Regions from separate parts of the Mus musculus genome. Here regions 2 and 3 are each linked to region 1. The links are chromatin contacts, called in public HiCAR-type and promoter capture Hi-C maps. All regions are on one chromosome and are shown on one strand. Each heading gives the region's core, a stretch centred on a gene start, on an enhancer-like site or on the middle of the called end of the contact. The rest is flanking DNA. Distances are from core to core; before and after follow the strand shown. Region 1 holds the start of Zfp558 (zinc finger protein 558). Region 2 holds the start of Zfp26 (zinc finger protein 26). Region 3 holds the start of Zfp560 (zinc finger protein 560).

Region 1 (2,593 bases), core at 27-2,526:
AAAAAAAAAAAAAAAAGAAAGGAAGGAAGGAAGGAGACTACCTTGTTCTTTGATACTCTTCTAAATATTTTCAATCTTATAAACATCTAGTAGCTACTCAATTTTTAAAATTTCTGCTCCTAATGTAAGGACACTCAAGACATCATTTTCATATATGCCTTTGTATTCTAAAACGTCATGACAATTTGCAGGTTTTTAGGAGTCACATGGAATGCGCTTGAAGAGTGCCACTGAGTACTTCTAACATTTACTTCAGACTTGTAAGTACTAAAAATAGACACAAATATTTCATATATTTGTACTTAATATAATATTCTGAAAATTTTGGTATAAGTATACAAAAAATTCTGCATTTATATGCTTATTCATGGCTAATTACTTTTATTTTGTGTAATTTGCATTTAACTATATTTACTTTTCACACACCTTTGTATCCATCCCTTGAATATAACCCATCAAATATTAATACAGCTTCTTGAGATAACCCTCATTTTAAACAGGTTGCAATCTTAGAATTACAACCTGTTACAAGCAGAAGAAAAGGAGTTCTACACTGCAGGATCAGGTGGAACCCCATTGTTTCATATTCCACATCGTACTCACCTGGTTACATGAAATTAATAGATTAATGAGGGCAGGTGGACATTCAGGCGTTTTCAACACAACATTGAGGGTCCAACACAAGTTTGAGTTTGCATGATGTTTTTCTTGTCTGGAAAATAAGGCACAAAGATTGATGAGTCCTTTTATGGAAAGCATTCAAACTGTGACAGAAAAAAACAAAACCTTTCATTGCCCCTCGCCACGTGTATCTACACAGTTAACGTGTAATAATAGCCCAGGTTTTGGCTGTGTAAAAGGAATTACCTAATATCTATGCAGGCACAAACTCAGCAGAAGCTGGAATGATGTGTCTATTCAATTGCTCAATGTATTGACTAGAGAGAGCTCTTTTGGTGATTTCCACGTGCAGTAAACGTAGAGGTCCTAAAGGTGATGGGGCTGAATGAACTTCACAGAGCTGGAAGGATTTCCACCCTCAGCACATGTGCTAATTCGCCCTGAACGCACCTTGCAGCTCAGGAGATAGAACAGGACCCGCTGGCTGACCATCCCTCAGCTCGCCTGCCACGCCCCCCTCTGTGAGAACAAAAAGCATTCCCAGGGCTGCGAGCTGGAAGAGCTCGGGTTTTATCGCTGGCTGCGGAAGCAGCCTGGGGCTTTCGGGAGGTAGCAGGAGTCCAGGGCCACTAGGCAGAGGGCGCTCCCGGCTGGCGCTCTTTCTCAACTCGACTAAAAACCCGTGTACACACACCGAGTCGCCCTTCCCAGCCGCCGAAGACGCCCACCCCAAGATCGACCACATCCGCTGCGCTGACTCCTCCTTCAGTTCCGCCCCGCGCTTCCACTTCCGGCCCTGAGCGCCGCCTCGAGGTTCACTTCCGCCCAAAAGTTTGTCCGGGTTTTAGGGCAGATTACACGTCTGTGGTCCCCTTCGTATTGTACGTGTTCTTCCCAGTTTGTTTAGTGACTGTGTACATAGTTGGATTTTGGGATAGGTCAGCTAAAGAGACCAGGGCGACCCTGGGAACTGTAAGAGGACGGACTATGGTAGAACCTGGAAGCGCAAGCTTGGGGGAGCTTGTGTAATAGCTGGGAAAAAGTTCTGAGGAAGTGGCTAGGGTGAGGATTAGTTCTGGGGCAGGTGGGCAGAGATAAAGTCATGAGTGAACGGAGTTGACAAGGGGTGGAGATTAGTTTCAGGGGTGGACATATGGAATAGTGTATGGTATGAAGTATGATTGCTACTGTCCCAAGGAATTTGAGAGGCTGGTTACTGGGATAGGAATATGGATGGGATGTTGTGAGTCCTGTGGTCCTACGGAATATAAAAGATCACCCCCAGGGGTGGAACTGGAGGTAACCCTCCTTGGATCATGTCAGAATGCCGTCTATGAAGTGAAAATGTGTAAGAAGAATTCTGACTGCCAGTGAGAGAGCCAGGCAAGAGTCCTGTGACCTCTAAGTACAAAATCGTTCTTGGAATGGGGATTCCTGTCCCTCCAGGGTGTAGTAAATAGGAACGGGTGTACTTCAGATTGTCTTACTAGTCAGAAGATGTCTTCAAGCACATGCTGTCCTTAGGACTGTATGCAGTTCTTAACCTGTGGGTCATGACCCCTTGTGGAGTAGGAGGTTAAATGACTTTCACTGAGATCTCCTAAGACTGTAAGAAAACAGGTATTTACATTACTATAACAATGGCAAAATTATCTGGGCAGTGCTGGTGCATTCCTTTAATCCCAGCACCTTGGGAGGCAGAGGAAGGCGGATTTCTGAGTTGGCTGCCAGCCTGGTCTACAGAGTGAGTGTCAGGACAGCCAGGGCTACACAGAGAAACCCTGTCTCGAAAAAACAAAACAAACAAACAAACAAAAAAAACCCACCAAACCAAACAAACAGAACAAAACAAAAACAAACAAACAAACAAAACAATGGCAAAATTATAGTCATGACGTAGCAACGAAAATAATTTTATGGTTGGTGGTCACCATAGCATGAGGAACTGTATTACAGGGTCACAGTTACATTA
Region 2 (2,593 bases), core at 66-2,565, 2.0 Mb after region 1:
CCCCGGCCTCTATCCTTGGGGCCAATGTACTCACCAGAGAGCAGCGTCCCAATAAACCTGCTCTAATATTCTAATCTGGCTTGAATTGGCTCATTTCACCAGTGGAGAAATAACATATCAAATAAAGCCTCACCCATTCCTTAACAGAGTTCTATTATTTATTTAAGGGGGGGGGGGCGCACATGACTGCAAGTGCCTAGAGACTCTGGTCTCCCCATTCCCAGATAGCTGGAATTACAGGCTGTTACACGCCACTAACATGGGTGCTGGGAACTAAAATCTGATCCTCTAGAAATGACATGTGGTCTCTTAATCACTAATCCATCTCTCCAGTCCCAAGTTTCAGTTTTTCATGAGCCATCCCTTGAGTGCCAAACTCCCTATTTTTCCCTTGTTAATACTTTATTGTTGGGATGAAGGGAAGGGGTAAGGGATGGTTTGTGGTCTGCAAACAGATAAATATGCATGGCCTGAGCATTTAACACTTTCTCAAAATGGATGCATGAGGTTTGGGGGAGAGAGAGAGAGGGGAGAGGAGAAAGGGAGAGTGCAAGAGAGGGATGGAGGGAAGAAGGGAGGGAGAGAGAGAGAGAAACAGAAAGAACTAATGAAATGCATCGGTTTCCACGAAAGCAACTAAATTCTAATAGTTGATAGTGAGAGAGACTGTGGAGGAAATGAGAACGGACAGAAGCTCCTCACCCTGGGACTTTCCTGCTCCATCAAATTCCACCCACTGCTCACAATGAAGCGGGATGGCCAGGTTCCTGGAGCGATGGGGCGCGAAGACAGATTCCAACGGCCGAAATCCTTCTTTCTGGAAGGCAAAAATTTTGTACGATTACCTTAAAGGCGTTCGAGGCAGCAAGGGCTACATTCGAAGGCACGGGGAGCTCAAATATCGTTCCGATGAAATGGCCCCCGGCCGGGACCTGAGAAGTGCAGGGCCCTAGCCTCTGAGAAGCAACGGGGCGAGACTCGCGGCCTGGGAACCAGCGGAGTCGCCATGGAGGCCACACCCAGGCCTCACTCCCCACCTCCGCCACCGCCCATCCCCTTACCTAGCCTCACCAGAACCCGCCCAGCCGGCCTGCTACTACCGAGAAAAAGAGAAGGGGGCCGCACGAAGCCACACCGGAAGAGACGGAGGCGAGCTGCGGTTCACTTCCGTTTACCGTGTCCGAGTCCTTCCGGAATTGAAATTTCGGTTCCCCGGAATTGGATGCCGATTGATTCTGAAGCGGAGGTTAAAAGCCCAGTCAAAGAATGAAATTGAAGTTTGAACAAGATTTCTGAGCGAGAACGGCCTTCTCGATTGGCCAATCCCAGTGCAAAGTTAAACACACACCGGGAAGTACGGGGTCTCAGGAGGCTCACAAACCTTTCCTTCCCTACCTCCTCTTGGTTCCTGTACTTCCTGGGCAGATGCACTGCCAGGTCTGTGAACCAGCCTATAGCTTCCATTTAACCACTTCAGTCTTTACTCTCTGGATACCATGCTAAATTCTAATCGTTGGTAGTGAAACGAGCTAGAAAGATGGGGAAAATGAAGAGGACATGAAAAAAGAAAGCCTCACACCCTGAGACTTTCTGATGAAAAATTTAAAATGTGAACACAACTGATACAGCCAAAAATTGCATATACAGAGGGAAAAAATGTGTGTTTTCATAAAGATATCTCAAATAAGATGTTAAAAGCAAATATCAGTGCATGGCAGCACACCCCTGCAATCACAGCACGCAGAGGCAGAGACAGGCAATCTTCTTGATTCGAGGACTGCTAGATCCACAAAATAAGTTTCAAGCCAGCCAGGACTGCAAAGTGAAAACTCATCTCAAAACAAAATGAAAATAGTAAGGCGACAAATTCTACTTACTTAGGGCCAAAATGTCAATAGTCTTGAATTTTACTATATTAGCATTCCTCTCAACCCTAAATCTGAACAATGTACTTCACAAAACCATCTTACAATTTCATTTACAAACATATTCATTAAGAGTAAACAGTAAGAGTAAAAATTAAGTTAATATATTGTACTTAATTTTAAATGTTATTTAAATTTTAAGCTATGCTTAATCTTTAAACCTTATAAATTATATCCTTTGAGAAATATAACTTAGAAAGTCACAAGATTTTATATGTGTGTGTGTGTGTGTGTGTGTGTGTGTATGCATTGAAGATATACTTAAATGGGATGCCCTATAGAAGCCCACACCAGTATCTTGTGATTGTGTACTATCTCTTTCCTATAAAACTTTGTGTCCTCTACTGATCTAGCACTAAGGAGGCAGAAGCCAGCGAATATCTGTGATTTTGAGGCTAGCCAACTCTACAAAGTGAATTCTAGGACAGCCAGGGGCTGGTATATAGAGATACCCTGTGGAAGAAGAGAAGAAAGAGGAGGAGACCAACAACAAAAACAAAGGGGTGTGTGTGTGTGTGTGTGTGTGTGTGTGTGTGTGTCTGTGTGTGTGTGTGCATGAGCCCTGGCCCTCTAGAAGAGCTTTATACCTTCATATTATGTTTGCTCCAGGAATGAAAGTGGCCATGCAGTATTCCTTTCCTCTGTGTGTGTGTGCATGTGTGTGTGTG
Region 3 (2,593 bases), core at 35-2,534, 1.9 Mb after region 1:
CCAACACTGAAGAGAACATGATCTGCAGTCAGGAGCCAGGGAAAACCTTACAAAAACACTCAACATATGATAAAGCAACTACTGGCATGTCTCCGTCCTAAGACTACAAAGAACAAACATACAGATGAAATTTCCAGTCTCTTTTCTGCCCTCTCAAACCCCAAGCCCCTCGACACACACTCTCCACCTTCCCAGGAAAGGACAACCTCCTTCTGCTGAGGTCTCCTCTCTCTTTCATTATCATACTGCCTCTGTCAATCCTAACAAACAAGAACAATGATCTCCAAAGAGACTCAGGTGACACACTGAAAAAGGCAGTCCCAACACTCGCTAATACTTTAGGAAGAGGGAGAGATGACTATTTCCCACTCCCTTCAGCATCACTAACTCCAACATCTAGTATTTTTGGATTAAATCGCCATTTTTTTCTTTATTTTACCTATTACCATACAAAGACAGGAAAAATATAGCCCTCAACTTTGAGTCTTCATCAATTTGCAGTCTCATATTTATTTCCTTTATTAAATATTAAGCTTCTCCAATTGCTACAAGCTGCCCAAGAATATAGGCTGAATTTTGTCGCTTTGCCATAACCAACTATCCACATATACAAGAAATGACCAAATAAAACACCCATAAATAAATAAATAAAAACACTAATAAGTCATGTAACCACTTCCACAATGGAACATGTTATTTTGGGGAAACACATATTTTTCTGGTCATTGTCATTATTTGGTTCAGGATCAACTTTTATTTCCTTTAAGGCCAGAGCTATTTTTTTTTTCCATCAACACAACTCACCCAAACATTTTTTGCAGAAATAAATCAACCCGAATACTTCAATAGTCTCCACCCATTCCTCCTACAGGTCCTTGTTTTGAATCCTGTAGGTAGGGCCTAAGAAATTCCGCTACAATGAGTGAATACTGGTTTAAGGTTTTGTTTGTTGTTTTTTGTTTTTCCAGTACACACGCGTTTACAAGCACACCGACAACTAAAGAGATGGCTTTCTACCCAAATGTAACTAAGTGTTGGAAACAAATAAGGGACGTGCGAAGAGGATGCCGTATTTCTGACGACACACGCGTTTGTAAATACAAGGTGGCAAAGCCCTCTCAACAGCTTTCACCTCGCACTCACCTGAACTCGCCAATTCCTGAAAATAAAGACAGAGAACCAAGCGCGCAGCGGAGGTTCCGGCCGCGCTGGCCCGCACAGCCCGAGGAAGTGCAGCCGCCGAGGGGCGGACCCCGCCTCTGAGGAACAAAGGAGCTTCACACCCTAGAGCTCGCGCCGGAAGAGTCGGAAGGTAACACCGCCAACGGCACTTCCGCTCCCGGCCTGGGGCTGCAGGACCAGTTCCGACCACTGCGCGGGCTGTTTGGAAGACGTTCAGAGCAAGAATTTATTTAGTGTCGCCAGCGTCTCATACAAGTTGACGACCACAGAGATGGAAAAAGAACTCTGCAACCAAGGGCTGGAGCGTAAGAGACTGCGGAGGGCGGCTGATGTCACTGCTGTTTTCTTCGACTTAAGTGTCCTCCGGCTTCGGGCGCTTCAGTTTACCCTGAGTTTACGCCCCTTCAGGCAGGGCAGTTACCGATTCCTGCCCCAAGAGTGGCTTTACCCCAACTCGATTTAGAGACTGCTGGCCTGACAACCAGACCAACGACTGGAGTTGTGCCCGTGTGGACACAGGACAGACCTGTCAAAGCGCACACGTCACCCAGTGTTGCTCCTGTTAGGTTTGTGAGCCTTAATGCACCCACTTAAGTATCCAGGTACTTGTGTCTCTAGTCACAGAATTAGACGAGAAACACGCCTTTCGAAGTAAAGACAGTTTATTACGAAAAGGAAAGTAGGGTGGATGAGATGGCTCACAGAGTAAAGAAGCTTGCCTCCAAGCCTGATGATAACCTCAGTTCAAGACCCGATGAGCGAGCCGAACTTCCACAAGTTGTCCTCAGGCCGGCACACGTGCACCTGCACTCTTAACCACATTATACAAAATAATAACTAAAAGAAAATTGGGACCAGGCATAGTGACCCACACTTTTTTTATTAGATATTTACTTTATTTACATTTCAAATGTCCCCTTTCTTGCTTTCCCCTCCGAAAACCCCCTATCCTTTCTCCCCTCCCCCTGCTCACCAACCCACCCACACCTGCTTCCTGGCCCTGGCATTCCCTAAACTGGGGCATAGAACCTTCACAGGACAAAGGGCCTCTCCTCCTATTGCTGACCAACTAGGCCATCCTCTGCTACATATGCAGCTGGAGCCATGAGTTCCACCATGGGTACTCTTTGGTTGGTGGTTTAGTCCCTGGGAGCTCTGGGGGTACTGGTTAGTTCATATTGTTATTCCTCCTATAGGGCTGGAAACCCCTTCATCTCCTTGGGTCCTTTCTCTAGCTCCTTCATTGGGGACCGGACTCTTTTGAGACCCACACTTTTTTAAATTCAGAGTTTGCAAGAGTCGGAAACAGTGTGAGTTGAGTCCAGTCAAGTCTACATAAATAGTTTCAAACTAGTCAGGAATATAGGGTCACACACAAGAGAAAGAAAGGAAGGAAAGGGCTTAAAGGGGG

Evidence for each region. Promoter capture Hi-C pulls out the DNA fragments that hold promoters and counts their contacts. HiCAR-type assays count read pairs that join an accessible place to other places.
Region 2: a HiCAR-type map of astrocytes shows a contact between it and region 1, with 10 times the contacts expected there. The contact joins the promoter of Zfp26 here to the promoter of Zfp558 in region 1. A contact is called at or near these places in 3 of 39 promoter capture datasets (cranial neural crest, embryonic stem cells and second pharyngeal arch cranial neural crest) and 1 of 115 datasets of contacts at active chromatin or transcription factors (astrocytes).
Region 3: a contact with region 1 is called in a promoter capture Hi-C map of pre-B cells, with 3 times the contacts expected there. The contact joins the promoter of Zfp560 here to the promoter of Zfp558 in region 1. A contact is called at or near these places in 9 of 39 promoter capture datasets (the 3T3-L1 cell line, 3T3-L1-derived adipocytes, cranial neural crest and 5 more) and 1 of 115 datasets of contacts at active chromatin or transcription factors (astrocytes).

What each region holds. Positions count from the first base shown.
Region 1 is chr9:18,472,283-18,474,875 of GRCm38.p6, forward strand. It overlaps Zfp558 (zinc finger protein 558), which reads right to left and starts at 1,277. Exons shown (of 8, transcript NM_028935.1): 1 at 1,072-1,277; 2 at 604-712.
Region 2 is chr9:20,458,845-20,461,437 of GRCm38.p6, forward strand. Zfp26 (zinc finger protein 26) reads right to left here and starts at 1,316. Exons shown (of 10, transcript NM_011753.3): 1 at 1,101-1,316; 2 at 703-817.
Region 3 is chr9:20,383,874-20,386,466 of GRCm38.p6, forward strand. It overlaps Zfp560 (zinc finger protein 560), which reads right to left and starts at 1,285. Exons shown (of 7, transcript NM_001004190.3): 1 at 1,144-1,285.